Regions from separate parts of the Sus scrofa genome. Here all the other regions are linked to region 1. A link is a contact called in public Hi-C and targeted proximity ligation data. All regions are on one chromosome and are shown on one strand. The core of a region is the stretch at or near the end of the contact, and the rest is flanking DNA. Distances in the headings are between cores, read along the strand shown.

Region 1 (3,091 bases), core at 215-2,714:
TGCTTTGATCTCCCGCCTTCCTCTTCTAGGACCCCTGTGATGACATTAGACCAACCCCAATAACCCAAGGTAATCTCCCCACCTCGTGATTCTTCACTTAATTACACCTGCAAAGTCCTACATAAAGTGACATGGACAGATTCCAGGGACTGGGACATGTACATTTTGCGGGGGTGGGAGGCGTTATTCAGCCTTCCACTATTCAGGTGGTGGGGGCTGATGGTGGAAAAGAAGAGGGAACGGAGGAGTTGAGCGAGAGAGTTCACCCGGAAACAACTGAGAAAGGAAGGAGGGGGGTGGGGCGGTCATCCAGAGGAAGACCCAGCCTGGCTGCAGAGAGGTGGCTTTGCGATTTTTTTTTTTCCTGTTGTATCTCTTCTCCCTCCTTCCTAAGCCTAATTGAAAATTTAGAAACACAGCCCATGTTGTTGATTCCATAAATTACTGCTTCCCCTGACTCATGATATCCACCCACCCAGGGGTGTTCCAAGCTATGTGAGCTGAAATCTGCTTTTATTTTTTAAAATTTATTTTTGGTTGTGCCCATGGCATGCAGGAGTTCCGGGGTCAGAAGCTGAACCTGCACCACAGCAGTGACAACACCAGATTCTTAGCCCGCTGAGCAACCAGAGAACTGTATTTTTATTTTAAGTTTTTTTTTTTTTTTTTTTTTTTTTTTTTTTTTTTGCTTTTTAGGGCTGCACCCATGGTATATGGAAGTTCCCAGGCTAGGGGTCCAATCATAGCTTCATCTGCCAGCCTACACCACAGCCACAGCAAGGCCAGGTCTTTAACCTACTGAGCAAGGCCAGGGATCAAACCCACATCCTCATGGATGCTAGTTGGGTTCATAATCTGCTGAGCCACAACAGGAACTCCAAAATCTGCATTTTAAAAAGATTATCATTTTATTTCCAGTGACACGTTCTCCTTAATTAAAAAACGAAGCTTATTATATTATTAACGTTTCAGGTTCAGATATTAATGTCTATCTTAGGAAGGTAATAGTTTAATCCACATCCCTCAACCTCCATATCCACTCGCTGTCTTCTAAGCAATTTTTCTTTTTGTGCAACTGACTTTCATTCTTCCGCTGATTTTACATATATCTTAATTTTCCCCTTAGTTTTACTGAGATACAATTGACAAGGGATCTACACTTTTAAACCACAAGGAAAAAAAAAAAAAAAAAGCCAGAGCTACCAAGAATAATATTTTATTGACTTGGAACGAGGACTGGAATCTGTATTTTTAACTGACTAGGTGATTTTGATGATCAGACAGTTTGAGGTGGTTCCCCACCCCCTTTCCTCCTTCTTGTCCCTTCAGTAAACTGTTTTTCAACTTTGTTTTTCAGTGAAAACCATTTCCTCCTCCCCGTGGACTTGATCCAGAGGCTGCGCCCATCTCTCCCACGTCAACAGTCCTGTGTCCTTGACGGAGGACAGTGCTCTCATTCTGGGCCTTTCCCTTCTTCCTCAGCCAAATCCCTGCTTCTGTAGCTCCGTGCAGCTCATAAAAAGCTCAGCTCCCTGCTGCAGGGAGAGCTCCGGCCCGCTGCCATTCTCGGGCGGATGAGTGGAATCTGCAGCTTCCCGCCTCCTCCGCTTGCATTTTCCCAGAGCAGCCAACTCAGCCCCAGGCCTCAGGGGTCCCTGGGAGGCGGGATCCAGTCCTGACCAGGTTCCAGAGCCAGACAGCCCTGAGAGAACCTGCAGCAAGGCAAGAGCTGGGTGCTTCCTGAGGAAAGAAAAGTTTTCCCGGGGGAGGATTTGAGTTGATCTGGGACAAAAAGCACTTACTGGCCCGGGAGGGTGGAACGGGGGGCCCTGTGCTGAGTGGAGGCGGGTGGCTGTATTTCCCTGGCTCGCAGGCCTCTTGTCGGGTGGGATCAGCTGCCCCAGCCAGTAGCCACCTGGCCCAACTTCGGGAGATGTGGAGAATGAATTTCACAGTGGTTTCCACGGGGCTATGGCACTGAAACAGCTGCAGGAGGGGACACAGCTGGCGCGGCCCCCATCCCTTCCTGCGGGCTGCTCTAGAGGGATGTCACCCCCTCCCCCCATGGGGAGAGAGAGGGTCCCACCTGCTGTGGTTCCAGGGGCCGTGGGAAGGTACCTCTAAGCTAAAACCCTACTTTTGAGGACACAAGTTGGTCTTTATGAACATAAAACCCCATCATCACTTATTCCAGTGGCTTCCAAACCTGGCTAAGCATCAGGATCACCCAGGATGTTTATTTAAAAATAAAGACAAATAAAATAATGAGTTTGGGAACTCTTCCCAGACTTAGGGAATCAGAATCCTTTGCATAGAGCTGAGGCTGGAATCAGCATGAATCCACTTAATCAGACAATTTTCCTGATTCCAGAAGGTTGAGCCCCTAGAATGAAATTGTGAAGAAGGAGAATATTTAGCCACTATTCGGATGCATATCTATGTGCCAGAGAATTGCTGACTTCTCATACGTTATCTTATTTATTTATTTACTGCTTTTTAGGGCCAGCCATACCCTTGGCACATGAAGTTCCAAGGCTAGGAATCGAATCAGAGCTACAGCTGCAGGCCTACACCATAGCCACAGCCACACTGGCTCCTAGCCGCGTCTGCAACCTACATCAAAGCTCACGGCAACGCCAGATCCTCAACCCACAGAGCAAGGCCAGGGATCAAACCTGCAACCCCATGGTCACTAGTCAGCTTCATTTCCGCTGTGCCACAATGGGAACTTGGCATATGTCATCTTATTTAATCATCAAAACAAAGGTCTGTCCAGCGCGGGTCCCCGTTTTGCTGATGAGGATGTGGGAGCTCAAAGAGGTCACATAGCTCAGAAGAGGCCAAGCTGGATCTCGGATCCAGATGTTTCTCAAAGAGGTCACACAGCTCAGAAGAGGCCGAGCTGGAACTCAGACCCATCTTTCTCTTAGCATCTCTGCCATAAAGGGATAATATGAAACCTAGGCTCCACTTTGAGAGTTAGGACAGCATGTGACCAAATGGTGACATCAATGCCATGTGCCTCCGAAACACTTGTCTCTGGCGGGTTCAGTTCCCCCATAAGCACCCCCGCATGTTGGTTCACCAAGCA
Region 2 (3,014 bases), core at 92-2,591, 130 kb after region 1:
ACCACAGCAGTGGCAGAAAGAAGGTTCTTGGCAAGGCCAGCTTCATTAGCAGAATGTACACTGGCTGAGAGCCCCACCCACTACTTTCAGTCTCCAAATAAGCCTGTGGTAAAGCAAACAGCAAAGAGACAGTGCTATGAAACCAGGCGGGCTGAACGCTGTATTCTAAGTCTTGGGAAATTAGAAAAACTAGTTCTTGGGCTTCGAGTCCTAAAAAGAAAGGGAGCGGCTGTCATGGAACCAACTGGGACTCCAAATGGTTTGGAACAAGAGGAGGACTGGAAGAAAGAGTAGAACCCAGATACTGCCTGAGACCATAGAGGGATGGACTGGAACATTCCTTTCTCAATCTCTTGTTGAGGAGGGACGGAAATTAAAAGCAGATGCATACTCTATATTGTCTGAGATTGCTGTGGATGTGACAGCCTAAATGTTCAGAAAACCATATACAGTTCATCTGCACTATAGGTTAGGCTTTTCTCAACACGTCCCTTTTGCTGCCCTTACTAAGTTCTGTGTAAACCTCCCGTCGACAGTGTAGGAGACACAGGGGGGCCCACCTAACCATCTCAGGTGAAGACGCTGGGTCTGGAGCGGGAAGCCCTGTTAGAGCCACACGTCAGGGCAGGGGGCCAGGGCCCGGCCCACTCCCATCCGGGGTCGCCCGGCTGTGCCACGCAATATGTAGTTTGTAGGTTTTGTTTATCCTCTTAAGCTGGCCTTTCCTTGTTTCTAGAAAAAGATAAACACACCCTGAAAACTCATCTGCTGCTCATTAGAGGGGGTAAAAAAGAGACACAGGATTCTGAATTTCATTTTGCAAATGGCCAGAAAGGTGTCCATTGAAATGAATAATTATTTCTGGTTGAGAGGACAGGATACCCTTCTCTAGCACGTCCAAGCCCTTCCTGGGTGCTCTCAGGCCTGAAAGAGCGGGGCTCCTCTCCTCCCTGCCCAGTCTCCCAAGGAAGATCAGAACCCCACGCCTCAGAGCACTACCAGCGTTGGCCTCTGAGCACATGACCAGCGCCATCCAGGCCTCTCCTGCTGGCCCTTGCAGGGCAGTGAGGGCTCTGAAAGGCCCCAGCCAAACCCTGGACTCCGGCGACATCCTCTCTTGGCCCCAGAGGCCAGAAGGGCAGCCGAGGGGAAGCAGAAACAGGCTGTTGGTTTTTCTGCCACTGCTTTGATTTTTTGTTTTTCCAAGAAGAAAACACTCAGCCCCGATCCCGGGGGAAGCGGGGAGGACAGAGCGAAGGCTATTTCTGAGCCTCTGCCTCCCCCAAAGGAAGGGTGTGAACAGTGCAAAAAGAGTCCAGCCCTGGCTTCCTGGAATCGAGCATGTGGGCAGGGTTCTGCAGTTTGCAACGATGCTTTGATGACTTTATCTCATTGGGGGGCCTCACAGTAACCCTGGTGGGTGAGAGTGGAAAGGGGTTGTTACCCCCACTTGACTAGTGAGGAAACCGAAGCTCTGGGGTGGTAACTAACCGCTGAGAAAGAGCCGAAGTTCAGATCCTAGGGCAGGCCCTCTGACTGCAAACCTCCTGCCTCATCCCCACTCCCATGTGCCTCTGGACAGGGGCGATTCACACGCCCGTGCCCAGGCTCTGCAGCCCAGCGTCCCGGACGAGACCTCTCTGAGAGTGATAAGAATCAACACCCTGCCCCAGTCCTGCCACCATGTGACTGCGTGGTCTTGGGCATATTCCTGCTCCCTCCTGGCCCCAGTTTCTTCATTTGCAAGTGGTGATAACAGTCCTTTCTGTGTCCACCTCTATCCATTGATGAGAGGATCGAATAAGACACCCTATGGGAAATGGCTTTGCAAGTTCTAGCATATTCTACCAACACAGGTAGTACTACCTTCATGATGGGAGCGAGCAGAAAGGCTCCCTGCCTCAAATTATCTCCCTGCCCTCCCTTCATTGGCATTCAGCTTCTAGTGAGTCTTTCCTCTTGGTAAAGGGCAGATCCACCTGGAAAGGCACGCATCTCCAACCATTATCAGTCATGAGTTTCACAGAGGAAATGAGTTTATCAGCCACCCAGGGCTTGGAGGGGGGCAGGAGCTAGAGCAGAGGGCGTCCAGTGCCTACCTGAATAAAAGCAGGAGATGGGAGTTCCTGTCGTGGCTCAGTGGAAATGAATCTGACTAGCGTCCATGAGGTTGCAGGTTTGATCTCTGGCCTCGCTCAGTGGGTTAAGGATCTGGCATTGCCATGAGCTGTGGTGTAGGTCGCAGATGCGACTCAGATCCCGCCTTGCTATGGCTGTGGTATAGGGCGGCAGCTACAGCTCTGATTCAACCCCTAGCCTGGGAACCTCCATATGTCATGGGTGTGGCCCTAAAAAGACAAAACAAAACAAACAAACAAAAAAAAACCAAGAGATGGTCACAGGCCTGGGAAGCTTTTTTCAGTTCTGCGCTCTGAGGGTTCTGAGAAAGGGGCGGACTGAAGATAGGAAAGAGCTCTCCTCCTCCCCAACACCCTCACCCCTGCTAACACAACCCCCCGCAGAAGTGCCTGGGGCCTCAGCAGGGCAGGAAGTGTTCCTGGACCAGGGTCCTCTTCCCTGACCCCCAGCCCAGCAAGGACACCCTATGGGGGGCAGAGCAGTGTGCAACCACTCAGACCTACCCTTCCACAGGAGCCCAGCTGGGAGCAAGAAGACCCAGGACGTCCCCCCAGATCCTCCCATTTCTGTCCTCGATCTGCCCAGAGACACAAGCCAGACAGACGCACGCCTGTGCCCATTCTGGGCTGCACCCTTTTCTGCTACAACTGTAATGGGTGGCTCAGGCCAGCTAGAGACAAAGCAACATGCAGGGTGGGTTTCCCAGCTCCAGCAGAGCTCCCCTCCCTCAGCCGCCCCCCCCCACCCCCGCAACTCCTTTCTATACCCCTAATCCACCTCCAAGAACCTCTCCTCTCTTCCCAGAGTCCCCGATATCTTCCTGCAACCCTGGCTCTGGTGGTCACAAGGGACTCAGTACACAAGGTCTTCTCGGC
Region 3 (2,915 bases), core at 61-2,560, 160 kb after region 1:
TCCCCACTCCTCCCGAGGCACAGGCCCACAAGAGAAGGAAAGGAGGCCTGAGCCTGCCCCAGAGCTTTCCAAGACAGGTGGCCGGGAGGTGCACCCACCACCAAGGGACAGCCACCAGCCTCGGGATGAATTCAACTGCAAGTTAAATATCACAGGGAGATCAGAAGGATGGGTTCTGAGCGTGGGAGCCAGGAGCCAGGCACTCCCAAGGCGCTGCAGGCAGGGGCAGGGTTGACTGACATCCTTCTGCTCCTCGCCTTCCTCCTACACCCACACTCCCTGGCCAAAAGGAAGAGCAGGCCCCAAATCCGCTCAGGTCACAGAGAGACAAAGGGACGACCGTGAATGTCACCTGGCCACAGAAACCAGAGACAAACGGACAGCTTCCCCTGACCACCCCAACTGACGGTCAGCTTTGAAGGCCAGACAAAATCACCATGGGAACAACCCAGAGCCATAAAAAATAAGCTTTCAGGCAAAGCACTGTCGTCTATTTCTCTATGTTTATCCAAATATCCACTGACTTATCATTCAGCCGGCACCAGAGATTTAAAGCAATCTTACTGGAGGAAAACTCAAGAGGGCAAAATGCCAAACTGTTAACGTGATATTTTCTGGCAGATCAGGACAAGGCAGCCAAGATTTGGTCTGAGCTGTGAGAAGACATCTGTTTTGGGTAATGAGTGCAGAGATCCCTCAGGCATGAGACTTTGGGCCCACTGTCCTAACAGTCCACTACTACTGCCGGGTCATTCAGATATGAGGGACACCTACCATCGGGGCCATCCCCTCCAGGACAGCTGGCCATGGGCTTCTAAAGCTTTTCCAGCAGTGGGAGGGGTCTACACGGAGCCTCCTGGACTCTCCGGTCCAACCCCGATGGGTTCTGGCCAGGGTCAGGGAAACACTCTATGAAGTGAGATTGGGGACCACAGAGACCACCAGGCCCCTCCCCAGCCGAAATCAGCACCTCTTTTTCTTCCCAGCAGACCCAAGCACTCAGCCTGACTCCCGACCCCCACCCTGGCAGGCATGCCCCTCTCATCCTCCCCCCACTGTTGGGTTCCTTTTCCAGAAATCTGCTTGTGCAGCAGGAAATGGCTTCTCAGGCTCCCTCCCTCTTCCAGCATCCCCCAAACAAGCCCACAGAGCATCTTTTCACTGTGAAGGTTCACTGCCAGTACTGAGAGAAAACAGAGCGGGGATGATAAAATTCACAACCGCAGGGAAAGGGACCAAGGCCTGGGCAGCCTTCCTCCGCTGTTTTACAGTCACAGTCCTTGGCTGGCCAGTGTTAATGCTCCTTTTGCCCCAAAGCCAATCATCCTCCCTTTTAACCTTCGCCCTCCTTCCCTCCTTCCTCAAACCTCCTCCCCCAGGCACTTTAGCTGCCAACAACTTACTTTCCCAACTTTGATTTACCTCCACCAGAGGGAATACAAAGTTAGATCCAGAGCCACCCCCATACTTTCTTTAAAAGTAACCTACACTCAGCCAGCAGAACTCTTAGATTCAGAGGTAAACACTCAAACCCACCCAGTCTGAGACAGACAAAGGCACAAAGACACACATTCATAGGAGTTCCTCTTGTGGCGCAAGGGAAACGAATGCAACTAGGAATCATGAGGTTGTGGGTTCGATCCCTGGCCTCGTTCAGTGGGTTAAGGACCTGGCGTGGCTGTGGTATAGGTTGGCAGCTGTAGCTCTGATTCGACCCCTAGCCTGGGAATCTCCATATGCCCCGGGTGTGGCCCTAAAAAGCAAAAAAAAAAAAAAAAAAAGACACACATCCATATACTCAGAGACAAAGCAGAGGGGCCCACGCCAGACACCCCACACTCCACACACTCCCCCACAATCAGAACTGAGCCACTCACACCGTCAGGCACGCACACCAGGAGGCTGCCCTGCCCTTTGAGCCACTTAGAGTTTCTTTTGAGGAAAAACACTCTGCTCCAAAGAAGGTCCTTGACAGGGCTGGTTGTGTGTGTGTGTTTTCCCAGAGCGACTGGATAAATTGCTTTTGTGCAAAAATAAACACAAGTGAACTGCATTAGCTGAGCGAGTGACACATTAGTTACAGATGCGGGGCCTGTCAGAACATTGAAGGAACAGCTTTTATTGGGGAAGGGCTGAGAGACTCATAAATAACCGGTTGGCAATCTCACATAAACATTTGTGCATTCACATAAACACCGCCTACCACAAACGCTGGCCTGGCTGCCAGCACAGCCTGGAAGAGCCCTCTCCCCCTGTCCTCAGAGCAGAACTGGGAGGGAGGTGGGGGAAGGGTCACAGGCACCTCTTCTCCCAGAGTCCCAACACCCTGGCCAGGCTCCTGTCCCGGGGGGTTGGAGGAAGGGATCCAAGCTCCATCCTGAACGTCGGCCAGAGAATGAGGGTCAAGGCCCAGCCACGACAGGACAACAGGTCCGATTTCCTCCCTCTGCTTAGGACAGGACAGATGAGGGGATGTTGTTGAACAGGGGGCTGTGTAATTAAATGAAGCCAAGTAAGGAGTTTAAAAAGACAGTGCCCCGGAGTTCCCGTCGTGGCGCAGTGGTTAACGAATCTGACTAGGAACCAAGAGGTTGCGGGTTCCATCCCTGGCCTTGCTCAGTGGGTTAAGGGTTGCTGTGAGCTGTGGTGTGGGTCGCAGACGTGGCTCGGATCCCAAGTTGCTACAGCTCCAATTAGACCCTAGCCTGGGAACCTCCATATGCTGTGGGAGCAGCTCAAGAAAAGGCAAAAACACAAAAAAAAGACAATGCCTTGGAGTTCCTGTCGTGGCTCAGAGGAAATGAATCTGACTAGCATCCATGAGCACATAAGTTCGATCCCTGGCTTTGCTCATTGGGTTAAGGATCTGGTATTCATTGCTGTCAGCTGTGGTGTAGGTTGCAGACACAGCTGGG

What was found. A called contact is a pair of places that touch in the nucleus more often than the background predicts.
Region 2: a Hi-C map of liver shows a contact between it and region 1, with 1.7 times the contacts expected there. A contact is called at or near these places in 5 of 47 Hi-C or Micro-C datasets (embryonic fibroblasts, heart right ventricle, liver and 2 more) and 1 of 2 datasets of targeted methods (skeletal muscle).
Region 3: a contact with region 1 is called in a targeted proximity ligation map of skeletal muscle. A contact is called at or near these places in 4 of 47 Hi-C or Micro-C datasets (embryonic fibroblasts, epiblast stem cells, heart right ventricle and 1 more) and 2 of 2 datasets of targeted methods (alveolar macrophages and skeletal muscle).

The regions. Positions count from the first base shown.
Region 1 is chr3:97,376,062-97,379,152 of Sscrofa11.1, forward strand. No RefSeq gene overlaps it. Among named protein-coding and RNA genes, the nearest start is that of ZFP36L2, 180 kb to the left of the region's middle.
Region 2 is chr3:97,510,715-97,513,728 of Sscrofa11.1, forward strand. The region is part of intron 2 of LOC106509843 (a long non-coding RNA gene); the gene reads right to left. Among named protein-coding and RNA genes, the nearest start is that of TRNAI-UAU, 55 kb to the right of the region's middle.
Region 3 is chr3:97,532,496-97,535,410 of Sscrofa11.1, forward strand. The region is part of intron 2 of LOC106509843 (a long non-coding RNA gene); the gene reads right to left. Among named protein-coding and RNA genes, the nearest start is that of TRNAI-UAU, 34 kb to the right of the region's middle.